2 separate regions of the Callithrix jacchus genome follow, and region 1 is linked to region 2. Evidence: chromatin contacts called from public Hi-C data. All regions are on one chromosome and are shown on one strand. Each heading gives the region's core, a stretch centred on a gene start, on an enhancer-like site or on the middle of the called end of the contact. The rest is flanking DNA. Distances are from core to core; before and after follow the strand shown.

What was found. Hi-C and Micro-C count contacts between places; a contact is called where the count stands out from the background.
Region 1: a contact with region 2 is called in a Hi-C map of skeletal muscle, with 5 times the contacts expected there. The contact joins two enhancer-like sites. A contact is called at or near these places in 2 of 3 Hi-C or Micro-C datasets (both in skeletal muscle).

Annotation. Positions count from the first base shown.
Region 1 is chr14:99,468,955-99,475,953 of calJac240_pri, reverse strand. No RefSeq gene overlaps it. Among named protein-coding and RNA genes, the nearest start is that of DDX1, 44 kb to the left of the region's middle. Within about 2 kb of position 2,548, at least 3 of the 16 cell types and tissues checked have an H3K27ac peak or open chromatin away from gene starts, as enhancers often do. A contact at or near this core is called in skeletal muscle, where this site is marked.
Region 2 is chr14:98,480,181-98,486,785 of calJac240_pri, reverse strand. It overlaps CYRIA (CYFIP related Rac1 interactor A), which reads right to left. Exons shown (of 12, transcript XM_078349930.1): 2 at 2,161-2,313. Among named protein-coding and RNA genes, the nearest start is that of CYRIA, 44 kb to the right of the region's middle. Within about 2 kb of position 5,340, at least 5 of the 16 cell types and tissues checked have an H3K27ac peak or open chromatin away from gene starts, as enhancers often do. A contact at or near this core is called in skeletal muscle, where this site is marked.

The DNA of each region.
Region 1 (6,999 bases), core at 1,299-3,798, 990 kb before region 2:
GAGGGAGGAGTGGAGGGGGAATTTTTGCAGTTGTTTTCCATTCTACTGCTTTAAATCATTACCTTTCATTTAAATTCATTGAAATGTCTAATTTTTTCCTGATAAAGTCCACTCTTTCTGATCAAAGGTACTGAGGGGAATTTGAAAGATAAGTCATCAGGTGAGCCTGGATTTGATCCCAACAATAGTTACTGACTTCTAGAGCTAACTCACTTGCAGAGATTATTAGGTATAAGGTGAGAACCAGAAATCTGCATTTTAACAAATTCCTCAAATAATTGCGTTCATGCAGATGGACCTTGAACCACAATTCAGGACACATAGTTACAGAGAAATGACGCTTAGAGCTTTTATTCTCACTGTGATCTTTTACTTGAAGACTTGGATAAGATCCAAAATGACATCTGAAAGACAGATGCTTGCTGAGTTAGAATCATGTCTCCTTCTGGTCCACTGCCTTTGGACCAAGATGTCCACCTAGAGTTCTGTTTCCTTAGCTTTAGTGGTTCTCAACCCCAGCTGCACATTAAGGCCACCTAAGGTACTTTAAAAGGAAATAGCAGTATCTGCGCTTCACCTCCAGAAATTGTTATTTAATTGTTCTGGAGTGGGGCCTGGGTGCCCTTGGTGATGTTAATGTGCTGCCTGGCTTGGGAGCAGCTGACTTAAACTGAGCCTGACTCTAGATGTTTCTTGGTCCTGTTGCAAATCTTGTGTCCTCTGCACCCGCCCAAGCTAATGTGTCTTAAGGTTACGTATAGTTAGACTCGAGCTGGAGCCCTTGCTAAAATATTATGCAGTAGAGATTATTGTAGAGAAACACTTTGATAAAAATTGTAACATATGTCATTTTTCAAGAAACTGATAAGATTATTCACCAGGCTACTCACCTGTAGCCATGTGAGTTTAATTGCCTTCAAAATAGTTGCTTTGGGGATTGAGGCAAGTCTTTTTAAAGATGCTTCAATTTTTCAAACCCCATTTGGTCTTTTCTCTTTTTTTATTTTAGACATTGCCACTTTGTTTTTATTTAAAACATTGCCTTTGCCTTAGATAGGACCAGTTTATACTCTAAAAATCACTGGTTTAACCCAGTATTTTACCTCACGTCTTGTTCTCCAGCTGAGTAACTCATTCTTTTCACCAGAAAAGACTCTGGTTGGTTGCTAGTTCTGTGTTTCCTTAAATTGAATCCCAATCTAAGGATAAATATTTGCTGCTGCCAAAGTAGAACTTTGAAGAGGCAGCCAGAGGATGTGTCTCTGCAGGGCAATAACTGGGTGTGAAGGGCTTCCAGTTTTTTGTGGTGGATTAGAGTCTCAGGGAAGATACTCTGAGATAGAAAATCCTACTCAGAACAGGGGGGTTCGAGTCAAGAGAGAGGCCAGTGGGGACGGGTGCAGTTGAATGTTGGAGCAATGATGTCTGGTAATGAGTTTCGATTCTCCTTTTCTACATTGTGATTCTCTGAATACCTTCAGATGGTAACTACCGAGGTCGGCAAGTAGGTCTGTCAGTATGACTTGGGTGTGAAAGGGAAAGCTCTCTCTGCATTTAAACAAAGTCATGTTGGGAACAGGGTGTGGCAACTGGTTAGGATCCTGTTCTGTGGGAAATTGGTCCCTAATGGTAAGAGGCGACAAGAAGCCTCTCTGGAGTAGTAGTCTAAAGCTCAGAAGAGTGACAATCAGGCTTAGTGGCAATCGGGCTTTGTAAGCACTCTCAAGAATCCTTAGATGTATTTGGGAGAGAATTGGCTAACTTGCAGACACACTGGCTGAAAGCTTGAGGTATTTTGTTTGGCCCTTAAAGGCTACCAATTTGGAGACATTGGCTTACGCCCTTATCATGAAATTCTGTTCACTTAAAATATTGGTGTTAACTCTATTGGTTGTAATAAACTCTATCACATGCTTCTGTCCATAAATTGGTATTCGTTTTCCCACTGTTTGGCTCACAAGCTAGCACCAAGAGAATACTTATGAAATAACAAATGTATGGGCCGCTGCACCAGCCTTCATGGGCTTGTGAGTCATTCTTTCCCGGTTGAGTGCACCAGGTGGCGCCAGCGTCACAGGAATACTCACAAATAACACTGTGCTGGTGTATTTTTACCACTTGGGGTCACTTAAGGATTACCCGACTTCCTTTTTTTTTTTTTTTTTCAGCTGAGCAAATCACAGATTCAAAGGAATTATTTCCCATTACATTTGACAGAGGCTGTGGTGTTTTTTTCTGGATCCCAAAGGCCAAGGAATGAGCGTTAGGGTTTTGTCTTCCTGTGAGTTGCCCCGTGCAGTTTGTCCTCCAGTGCATTCTGTTATAAGCGCCTGCACTGCCACCACCCCAGCTCGCTCCTGCGCCCAGCACTGGGGACTTCTCTGCACAAAGAATTCCACACATGTCAAAATTGCCTTTGTGATTGCTGCTATGCTATTTAACATCTCCATAACTCGGAATGATTTTTCTCAGTCATTTCCTTTGATTCTGCCTGTCTCTGAAAGCCCAGATTTGAATGAAATCAGGTGGAGTATCATGTCAACAAGTCACTGCTGCCTGCTAGTCTTTCTGCCACTTGCACAGTGGATCCTAGGATGTACAGCATTGCCCTTTGAGAGCATGTTGGAGATTTGTGGAATGGTCTTCAAGTGACTTTGCCTGCCTGGTGGGGGGTTTGGGTGGGGGTGAGGGCAGGATGTGTGGGCTTAGACAGCCCAAATAATGAATTTCATCACTTCAAATAGTAGCTCATGGCTCCTTATTTGAAAAACATAAGTGATGACTGGACACCCCAAGCGATAGTCTTCCATAATCTCCGTGCTAGCCAAACAGGGAGATTTGGGATTTGGGATTAAGAGATCCTAACTGGAAAAACAGCCAGACGTGATCTGTCCTTTGCCTTCTGCTTTTTTCCAAAGAATAGCTTCTTGGATGGAAGCAGGAGAAGATTTGAGTCACTGTTCAAGTGCAGGCTCTTTTGGCATAATTTATACCTATGACAGGAGCTCATTGGCCTCTACCATTTAAGACTTGTTATTAATCCACGTCAACCCTCATTCAAGAGCCTGTGATGGGCCTTGATTGCTTTTAGACCCAAACTTATTTGGGCACTTAAGGCCTCTAAAGTCTAGTCCCAGCCTTCCTATTCCTATTCCTATATTCCTCAATTCATATCAAATCTGGGCTCCTTTCTCCCCTTCATACATAATAACGATGGATAACATTTCTGACCCTTCACTTATCAGGTACTATTCTAAGTGTTTACCCATCTTAACTCAATCCTCACACCACCCTAGAAGGCAAGTTTTATTGGTGTTCCCATTTTCATAGATGAGGAAACGGACACACCAAGAAATTAGTGGTTTGCTGAAGATCACGTGACTAGGAAGCAGTGGAGCTGGAATTTGAATCCAGGCACTTCTCCACTACTCCCTGCTCAGTCCTGCTGCTTCAAGACCTTCCCACCTTCTCTTTTCTGTCGAAATGCCATCATCCTTAGGGACCCAAGTCACTGCCACCTCCTTTGTGGGAGCATGAGAAATAATGGTTTTGAATACCGGCCATGAGCCAGCCATTTTACATTCTGTCTCATGTAAGAGCCAATGTTACCATTTTTTGCAGACAAGGAATCCAATGTCCGGAGTAGTTAAGTCTAAGAACCCCAGGTTGAGGTTTTGTTTTTGTTTTCGTTTTTGAGACAAGGGTTTTGCTCTCGTTGCCTAGGCTGGTGTACAATGGCGCAATATCAACTCACTGCACCCTCCGTCTCCTGGGTTCAAGCAATTCTCCTGCCTCAGCCTCCCAAGCAGCTGGGATTTCAGGAGCCTACCACCAAGCCCAGCTAATTTTTTGTATTTTTAGTAAAGACAGGTTTTCACTATGTTAGCCAGGCTGGTCTTGAACTCCTGACCTCAGGCTATCCACCCGCCCTCCTCGGCCTGCCAAAGTGCTAGGATTATAGGTGTGAGCCACCGTGCCTGGCCCCAGGTTGAGATTTTTTAGGCCCCAGAGCCTGTGTGTTTTGCTCTGTTGCTCTCTCTCCAGGAAAACCTCCTAGTACATCACCCTCTGTCTCGCCCTTGTACTTTATAATGCAGCTCTTAATTTTTTTTCTTTCTCTTTCTTTCTTTCTTTCTCTTTCTTTCTTTCCTTCCTTCCTTCCTTCCTTCCTTCCTTCCTTCCTTCCTTCCTTCCTTCCTTCCTTCCTTCCTTCCTTCCTTCCTTCCTTCCTTTCTTTCTTTCTTTCTTTCTTTCTTTCTTTCTTTCTTTCTTTCCTTTCTTTCCTTCCTTCTTTCGGCAGCTCACTCTGTTGCTCAGACTGGAGTGCAGTGGTGCGATCATGGCTCATTGCAGCCTGGACTTCCTGGGCTCAATAACCCTCCCACTTCAGCCTCCCAAGTAGCTAGGATTGCAGGTGCACACCACCACACCCACATTTTTAAATTTTAAAATTATTAAAAAATAATTTTTAAATTTTTTTGTGGAGACGGGGTCTCTCTATGTTGCCTAGGTTTGTCTCAAAATACCTGGGGGGCTCAAGGGATTCTCCTGCCTTGGCCTCTCAAAGTGTTGGGATTACAGGTGTGAGCCACTGTGCCCAGCCTGCAGCTCTTAATTTTTGAAAACTGCTCTATGACCTTTTTCCTCCCTCTATGTTTCCACGTGGGTTAAATTCTGCTTTGGTGAAGGGTTTCTGGGTGGGCTATACTGCTTTTTCTCTCCCTACAGTGTGCACAGTGGGTGTACAACAAATATTATGATTAGATCGTCATACAATGGGGAGGGTCTAATGAAAATTCCTCTGTGGATACTGAGACCCAAAACGGAAAGGCACCTAGTGACTTTTAACCCTGAGCAGGAATTGATATTCCATGGTCTTATCCAGGACAAGATCAAAGACCAGGATGACTTTCAATGGGAAAATACAGGTTTGGGCTTCTTCAAGAAAACCCTGACCAAAGCCTGAGCATATGGGCCCAGCACTCCAGTTTGCTGTGGCTGAGTATTCAGTGTTATGGTGGACCGACACTTGTACAGAAATATGTGAATTCATCACAGTTATTTTTGCAGCATTGGAGTTGGCAAACGTCCAAGTCAAGAACTTTCTGCCTTTGCAGCTCTTGGTTATTTGAGGCTGGATGACTCACTTTGTGTAACATCCTCTTGTTTTCCTGTTTTTCCTCCCCGGGGCCCCCTCCCACCTGAGGAGCTTGGCAGGGGCAGAGAGGGTTATGGAACTCAAGCCACTGTTGGCGGTTTCTTCTCAGTTAACATTTTTTGGGAAAGCCATCTTTTTATTTTTTTGAGACAGTCTCACTCTGTCGCCAGGCACCAGGCTGGAGTGCAGTGGCACGATCTCGGCTCACTGCAACCTCTGCCTCCAGGTTCAAGCAATTCTCCTGCCTCAGCCTCCCGAGTAGCTGGGACTACAGGCACATGCCACCACGTCCATCTAATTTTTGTATTTTTAGTAGAGACGGGGTTTCACCATGTTGGCTAGGATGGTCTTGATCTCTTGACCTCATGATCCGCCCACCTTGGCCTCCCAAAGTGCTGGGATTACAGGCTTGAGCCACTGTGCCTGGCCTCAGGAAAGCCATCTTGACCCCCCTCTTGCTCCCACGAAGTAGGTCACTTTCCTCTTTGGTTCAAAACCTCTTCTTCCTTCTTTTATTAGAGCACTTATCTTCCGATATTTTATTTAGCTGCTTAAACAATAAATAACAAATACATAATAAAATTTCCCTCAGTGTCTCTTGCTGGAGAGAGTAGGGCATTTAGGGCAGCTCTGGTTTCAGTGTCCTCAGTACTTGGGGCAGGTCTGGCTGTGAAACGGTGATTTGATAAACGTTTGTTGAGTTGGAAGGATGTTTGGATAGATGGGCAGGTAAATTATCACAAGAAACTCTTGTGAAGGGATTTTAGGCACCAGCTAGCATAATTAGGATGAGAAGTTACGATTTGTTAGCTAGATAGTTTTGTTTGTTGGACAGGAGATCTGCCTCTCCTGAAAATCAGGCCGCAGAAGTAGACAGGTTCTAAGCCTTGTGTTCTCTTTAGGAAGAGTTTGTGGTTTTTCAGACAGAAGCAAACCTGTTGGCTTAACCCAGGACAACCTGGTTACTTTAGGAGGAAATCTCACCACCACTGCCCTATACACTCTCAATTCCTTCTGAGAGACAGCAGCAACATCCACAGGTGGCGGGCAGTGCCTCGGGGCTTTGCACGCTTCATCTTCTCTGCGAGCCAGGAATACTTATTTTACCTGGAGGAAACAGATTCGAAGAGGTGAGGTAACACTTCAACGATAATAGTTGGAGACTTCAATACACTCCTCTCAATAATGGATAGAACAACCAGAAGGAAGATCAATAAGAAAACAGAAGGCAGGGCACAGTGGCTCAAGCCTGTAATCCCAGCACTCTGGGAGGCTGAGGCGGGTGGATCACAAGAGATTGAGACCATCCTGGTCAACATGGTGAAACCCCGTCTCTACTAAAAATACAAAAAATTAGCTGGGCATGGTGGCGTGTGCCTGTAATCCCAGCTATTCAGGAGGCTGAGACAGGAGAATTGCCTGAACCCAGGAGGCGGAGGTTGCGGTGAGCTGAGATCACTCCATTGCCCTCCAGCCTAGGTAGCAAGAGCGAAACTCCGTCTCAAAAAAAAAAAAGAAAGAAAGAAAGAAAAGAAAACAGAAGATGTGACCCACACTGTGGACTGGTCAGACCTAACAGACATCTACAGAACATACCCCCCAAGAGCAACAGAATACACATCCTTCCCAAGTGTACATGGAACATTCCCCAGGATAGACCCTATGCATAGAAATCAATAACAGAAAGGACTTTGAGAAATTTACAAATATGTGAAATCTAACAGCACACTGCTAAACAACCAATGAGTTAAAGAAGAAATCACAAAGGAAATTAGGAAATACTTTGAGATGAAGGAAAAGGGAAACACAGCATAGGAAATCTTACAGGATGTAGCTAAAGC
Region 2 (6,605 bases), core at 4,091-6,590:
TAATACTGCCCGATGTAATACATGCATGTTTGCTACTTGCTGATGATCTCTTGACCCTACTTGAATGCAAGCTCCTTGAGAATAAGAACTTGGTTTTGCTCTGTCCTATATCCCTAGCACCAAGATCAGCACAAGCCACCCACTGCATGGTTCATGTTCTATGAATATCTATTGACTGAATGGATGACTGAATGAATGACTGCACAGAAAAGCTAACAGGCAAGGAAGGAAGCCCTGGATGAGCATGTCCTGGACCCTGACTGTCACTGAGTGCCAGGCCAGGACACCTGCCTGAAATTAATTGACCCATTACTCTGGGTCATGGATGTAGGCTCGTCTGAAGGGAAAAAGACACCAGGAGGGAGTTAGTTTTCAGCTAATACCTCAGGGGATAGAGGACAGAGTCAAAAGTCTAGGAAAGTAGTGGTTCTAACTTTGGATTTGGCAAAGAAAACCTTCCAATATCCAGGTTGGAGAGGCAATCTGGCTAAAGCCCAGGTGAGAAAAGGCTTCTATGGATGAGGAACTCTGAAATTGAAAAGGCTGTTAACAGTTCTCTCCTTTTTAAATCGTTGGGACTTAACAGTGTTTGTGGATAAGGCCTGGGCTGGATTTTAGGCACAAGGCTCAAATAAAATCCAGATATGGGATCAAAGCTGTATTTAAGTAGCTCTTAAAAAGGTTGGGTAAGGAGAGGAGCTGGCATTTGCTGAGGTCTCCTATAAGCAAGAAACCATGCTCATGCGAGATCTCACTTAATCCTGGACACCAGCCTATGACATGGAGTGTACTATCCGTACCTTACAGGTGGGGAAACAGAAGCTTGGAGATTTAAAATGATGATTTAAGCAAAATGACTGAACCAACACGTAGCACAGCTGAGATCTGAAGTCAAGTGTGTCTAAATCGCAAAGCTTTTCCCTGTCCACTGAGTTATGCTTTAGCTCAGAGACCACGCTAGAGAAAGAAACCGCAAGAGGCAGAAAGGAAGCAGGAAAGAGATAAGCGTGTTCCCCAAAGAGTAAGAGTCTGGCATCAGAAGCAAGTCTGGGATAAAACAATCCTAGGAATGCAAAAGGAGCTTCAGGTATCACCTGGTTTTACCTTCTGTCCTATGCTTAGCTTCATGAAATGCTTCTGGTTTTAGTTTTCAAGAAAACTCAAGGTATCTAGCTGAGAAACAAGAGCTTCAAGACAGAGGGCAGCAGAAGATAACACCAGAAACTAGTGTGAGAGTAAAGATGTGTAGCCATCTCAATGTGTTGGCATTTTTTTCATGATTCCTGACCTTGTCCTTGTGGGGACGCTGGGCCTACTTGAGAGAGATGTGTTAATATGCCACAGTCCAGGCAGCTGAACCCGTGACCAATCTTTAGTCATCTGGGATGGATGCCAGCCAACACCAGGTGTGAGGCCAGTGAAGACAGTCTAATAGATGTGGCCACATTCCTTGCACATAAGAAGAAAGAGATCCATAAGTGATTGGGAGGAGGGGAGAGAGAAAAGCAGTAAGAAGACAGAACCATTGCGTTGGCGGTCAGGGAAGCAGGTGACGAGAGTGGTTAGCTGCAGCCTGTCTGCTACAAGTGCTCTTGGATGAAACTTCATGAACTGAATTCGTTTCTAAAGATGTTGTAGCAGGTGGGATGCAAGTCAGGTCTCTAACATGAGATCTAAATTCCATCTCAGGTTGGCTACCAAAGGACCTCTCCTCCTACTGTCTAAATATGGTCAACTAGCATGGGCAGAAAGGAACATTAAATCTTAAACGAATTCTGTAAGGAAAAACAAACCTAGATGGGCAGCTCCAATCGTTCTTTTCCTGCATGTAGTTCTAAGCTACCCTCTTTCATTACTTAACCCTCAAAAGATAGCACAAATCTCACTCAGAATACAGCTATAGAGCCCAGGGCCTTGAACCCCTTGCAGACAGCAACCTTGAAATGAATGTGTTACTATCCATGTCCTTTCTCATTTGCCTTTCTTTAGATGTATGTGATGTCAGGAGGCACGGCTTCTGATCAAGGACAGATCTGGTCAAATGATCGTTCATAATACTTTCACATCTTTCACAATATAAGCATGCAGATGACACTCTTCCTGCAGTACAATGATGGTTATCACAGTGCTACATTATGACCAAAGCCAATTGTTTCTCACCTGGAAATATCTCCTGGGGTTCAGTTTCACCAATCCAGGCTGATGGAATGAACCAGCTTAGCTGCTGCCTGGCCAAAGTAAGTTGGGCTTAAATCAGGACTGTGGCCTCCTAGAGTCCTGTAGCTTTTCTGTCCTTCAGATGGTGGCACCCTGCTGAAAAGCGAAGGCAAGCCATGTTACTGTGAGAAGCACTTTTCCGTTCTCCGCTAGTCACAATATATTTTTTAAGGAGAGCAGAGAGAGTCACAAGATCATAGGTTATCAGGCCCGAAGGACATCTACGAGATAATCTTGTCTAATTCTTTCATTTCATAATTAGAAGATTGAGGCTCAGAGAAGAAAACAGCCTCCCTTGAGGACTCAGCAGTGTGGGAGTCACATCCACATTGGAACATGTCTCTGACGCTACGACCTTTGACATCTTTTTTAAATGCAGCCCCACGGTCAGGCTGATTTCTCAAACAAGTGGTCATTGACCTTGAATGGGAAGTCTTTTCATTTTTTGTTTAACAGATTTTGAAAAAGGGAGGTGGCACTTTTTCAGATTGCTGTTTTTGTAGTCTCACCCCTGGGAGTTAAATTCATAAAACAGCCTACCTCAGGCATGTGGTTGGGATGGTTCTCCCTATTTCTCATTAGAAAAATATTGTTATAAAATACCATGACCCATGAACACAGTGACACAGTGGGGAGTGAGTGCTGCTTTTCAGTGAGAAGCAAGTGTGGACCCAGCTGCCCCCACCCCCACCTCTCTCTCCATATTTCAGAGAAACACAGCAACAGATATGGACTCCTTTTCCATAAGTATCATTTATTGTGGGGGTATTTTCCCCCCCTGGCTACTGTGCATTTAAATGTCCACTCCTTTGTGCAAAAAACCAAATCATAGAAAATAGAGGGGAGCACTCACTTATTAAGCAAATATCTGTCAAGCATATCATAAGAATTGTATAGATATACTTTCTTATTAATTTGTCCTCAAAAAATCCCTGTAAGATACCATTAATTCCATTTTTCCAGGGAGGTAGGAAACCAGTCTTTTAAGAGCTAGAATGATCTGCAGAGTCAAAGAGATGCAAGGCAGAAACAGAAACAAGCTTGGGACTCCTAAATCTACCTTTTGTTGTCTAAACTGAACTATAGTTCGTTACTAGGACGAAACACTAGAGTTGTCTGTTTTTTTCCAGTGTTTCCATTCAAATGCATGAGGCAGTTCTTTGGAAACTGAAATTGTTGCAAGGGCATGAAAGATTATTCTTATTAGATTCTCTTTCTGCTGGGGGTGGAGGATAGGAGTGGGGCTTGGGGGGTGTCTAAAGTCCAAGGCTTCCAGCCAGGCTCCCAGCTGGGGCTCCCAGGCCCTCAGAGGCTGGGCTGGCTCTGACTCTCAGCAGCAGGGGCAGCAGCAAGAGGGCACCTCAGGAAGTCACGATTATCAACGCTCCCTGGCTCAGGGCTTTGTTCCCGTTCTCAGACAACAAGGGACATGCCAGGAGAGACAGGGTGGGGGTGGAGAAAGAGGAAGAAAAAACAGGAAGTGAAGTGGGGGAGGAGGGAAGGAAATGATAGAGAAAACACAGCAACTTTGAAATGTCCTTGGCCTGATGAGAAAGTGAATTCTGAGTGGACATTAGTGGAGCTGGGACCTGCATTTTGGCAAACTGGATTGTGATGGTAATGGGGCAGGGCAAAGAAGTTTACTTCCTGCAGACTCAGGGCTGCAGTCCACAAATCCCATCTCCCACCACCGAGCACAGCCTGGCACAGGGCTGTTTTCCACACACTCGGGTGTAGACACTGAAGGTGGTGAATTTCCAGAGATGGATTCTGGGGTAAGGCCCTGTTCCTCACCTCCTGACCGGCTGAGAGGCCAGGTGCATCAGAAAAGGATCTGGAAACAGGAGAAAAGCTCTCAAAGTGATCAGATATCCAGGAGAGGTATCCCATCCTCACTGCTTTTTGTTCTCTCAAATGTCCTCAAAATTCAACCCATTTTCAGTGTGCATGACTGGGACAGATTCACTCAGCTGGGTTCAGCACGGATGCTGCTATCTTCCTCCACAAAACCAAGAGGGTCAGTCAGGCAGAACACGGGGTTTCCTCCTGATGATGATTCTACCACACCTCCTGCCTGTTTTCTATCCATTGTCTTCACTCTACTTATTTACTGAGGCTTACAGAAATTCCTCAACTCCAAATGCACATCGTTAAGAATGACAGTCACCTGGTATGAACAACCACACACAGAGATGACCCTAATACTAACCGAATACCACTTCTACTAATGCTAATGCTATTCGTAGACCCCTGATGGGCACCAGTGGGCACAGAATGCAGAACCCCCTCCTGGGGAAGCCGTTAGATACTGGCGCCCCTACTCCAGCGGGTCTCCTGTACCCGCTAAGCAGTACAGGATTGGGTCTGTATTTTCTGTCAGCTTCTTAGCAATGGCCAGGAAATTTGTTAACACTCTTCTGAGAGGGTTTTAGTGTCACCGACCTGGCTCCGATCCACAGACAAGCATTCAGTTAACATGGACCCCAACTCTGCTCTCACTCTCACCCCACCTTCTCCCACCTAACAGATGCAACACAACAGCTCTCCAAGGGCAGAGGCTTACTCCGGGTCCCACAGCTAATGGCCTTCCAGGGATCTGCCCCACTTCCCCTAAAGTAAACATAGAACAACAAAAAGTCAGTATACGTTTGAGAGGAGTCCAAGCCTTCTGAAGCAATTGCTGATGGTTTACTGTGTGAGTCACCCCGGGGCCAAATGTCTCTTAGGGAGAACAGAGAGCAAGGGGAGGGAAAGAAACTGAAAACTCTCATCTCACGTCTCCACAGGCAGCAAAGCCTCACAGATCATCAGCAACACGAGTACGCATTTGCTCCCATCCAAGCGGCCACGGGTGGCCCACGCTGTTTCCACAGTACTCTGCCCTGTGCCTGGCCTGGTGAGACTCACACCACCAACACTATCAGGAGCTTGCCCTTCTGTAGCACCCGGCAGCCAGTAAAATGCTTTTCCGTATCTTTACATCTTCGCTCATTTTGAGAGAGGTACAAAGCTGAGGGGTAATCACCCCAGTTTATAAATGGAGAAATCAGAGACAGGAAGGGCTTCATCCAGAGTCTCAAAACAGAACTACGGCCAAAAATAGGCACCTCTTGTCTTCCAGTCCAGGGACCTTTCCCTGTGTCCTGTCCCTCCCAGTCCTATTCAGGGGAGGGCTGAGGAACAGCTTCAAACGGCTGCTGCCTTCCCCTTCTGAATGGGTTTGGAAATTGAAAAACAAGGCAGGGCAATGGAAGGGAAGGCAATATCCACTATGAGAGGCCAAAAGGGCCACAAAGACCACGTCCCCACCCTCTGGGGCAGGCAGTCAAGGGACCCAAAGCCCAGGGTGGGGCATGCTTGTTTCCACGGTTCACCAGCAGCAGAGCTTAGACTAAGTTCCTCAATGCCAGCAGCACAGACGAGCATTGAGAAACCAGAAGGGACAGGTGTTTAGATAATAAAAACAGCTAATACTGATCAAGTGCCTACTGTGTGTTGTGCTTTGTTTAGCACCTTACACCTAGTGACTCCCTGAAACCTCATGGCAACCGAACTAGGTAGCATTATTATTGTCCACTTTTACAGATGAGGTAACTGAGGCACCGAGTGATTAAGTCAGTTGTCCATGGGATTTAGCTTTAGAGTGGGAGCGTCAAGGTGTGAACTTAGGCAGGCTGGCTCAAATTCTGCAAAGCCAAATAGTGGAAAGATAGAGAATAAAGCAAATATGCTAGGAACAGATGACACCTTCCTTGAAAAGTAGAGAAGGAACATAGAGACTCTCCAGTCAGGAAATACTGAGAGATGCTATGCAGGCAGGATTAGAAATTTGGTCCCCAGTCCCTTCTGGGTAGCAGCCAACCAATGTCAGCCAACACCAGTGAATGACATTCTGGTCTCGGTGTTTATACAGCACCACTGTGGGAGGAGGGAGTAGCTGGGCCAGGGAGGGGATGAAGGGAGGGCCTGAGATGGGAGAGCCACCAGGATGGGTGGAGAGGATGATGCTCTGGGAATCCAATTCCCATGTCCCAGAGGGATGGAGCAGCTGGGCAGGCGGGCAGGCAGTTCCTTTCTGCATCCCCAGCACAGCAGGGCACACACCCCCGGGATACCAGGCTTCAGGGATGCCACCGGGTTACAGCCTCATGAAGCCTGGAAAGCCGGGAAGGATGAGATCATTTCTTACCATTTCCCCATTGAAAAGACTAAAGCCAAAGGCAGTCGCTGTCCTGGAATAAAAACAACAACAACACAGGCACCATTTGCTGGCAGGTTACGATCTGTCAGGAAATACGCTAGATGCTGTACATATATTGTGTAAAAATGATACCAACTCGGCCGGGCGCGGTGGCTCAAGCCTGTAATCCCAGCACTTTGGGAGGCCG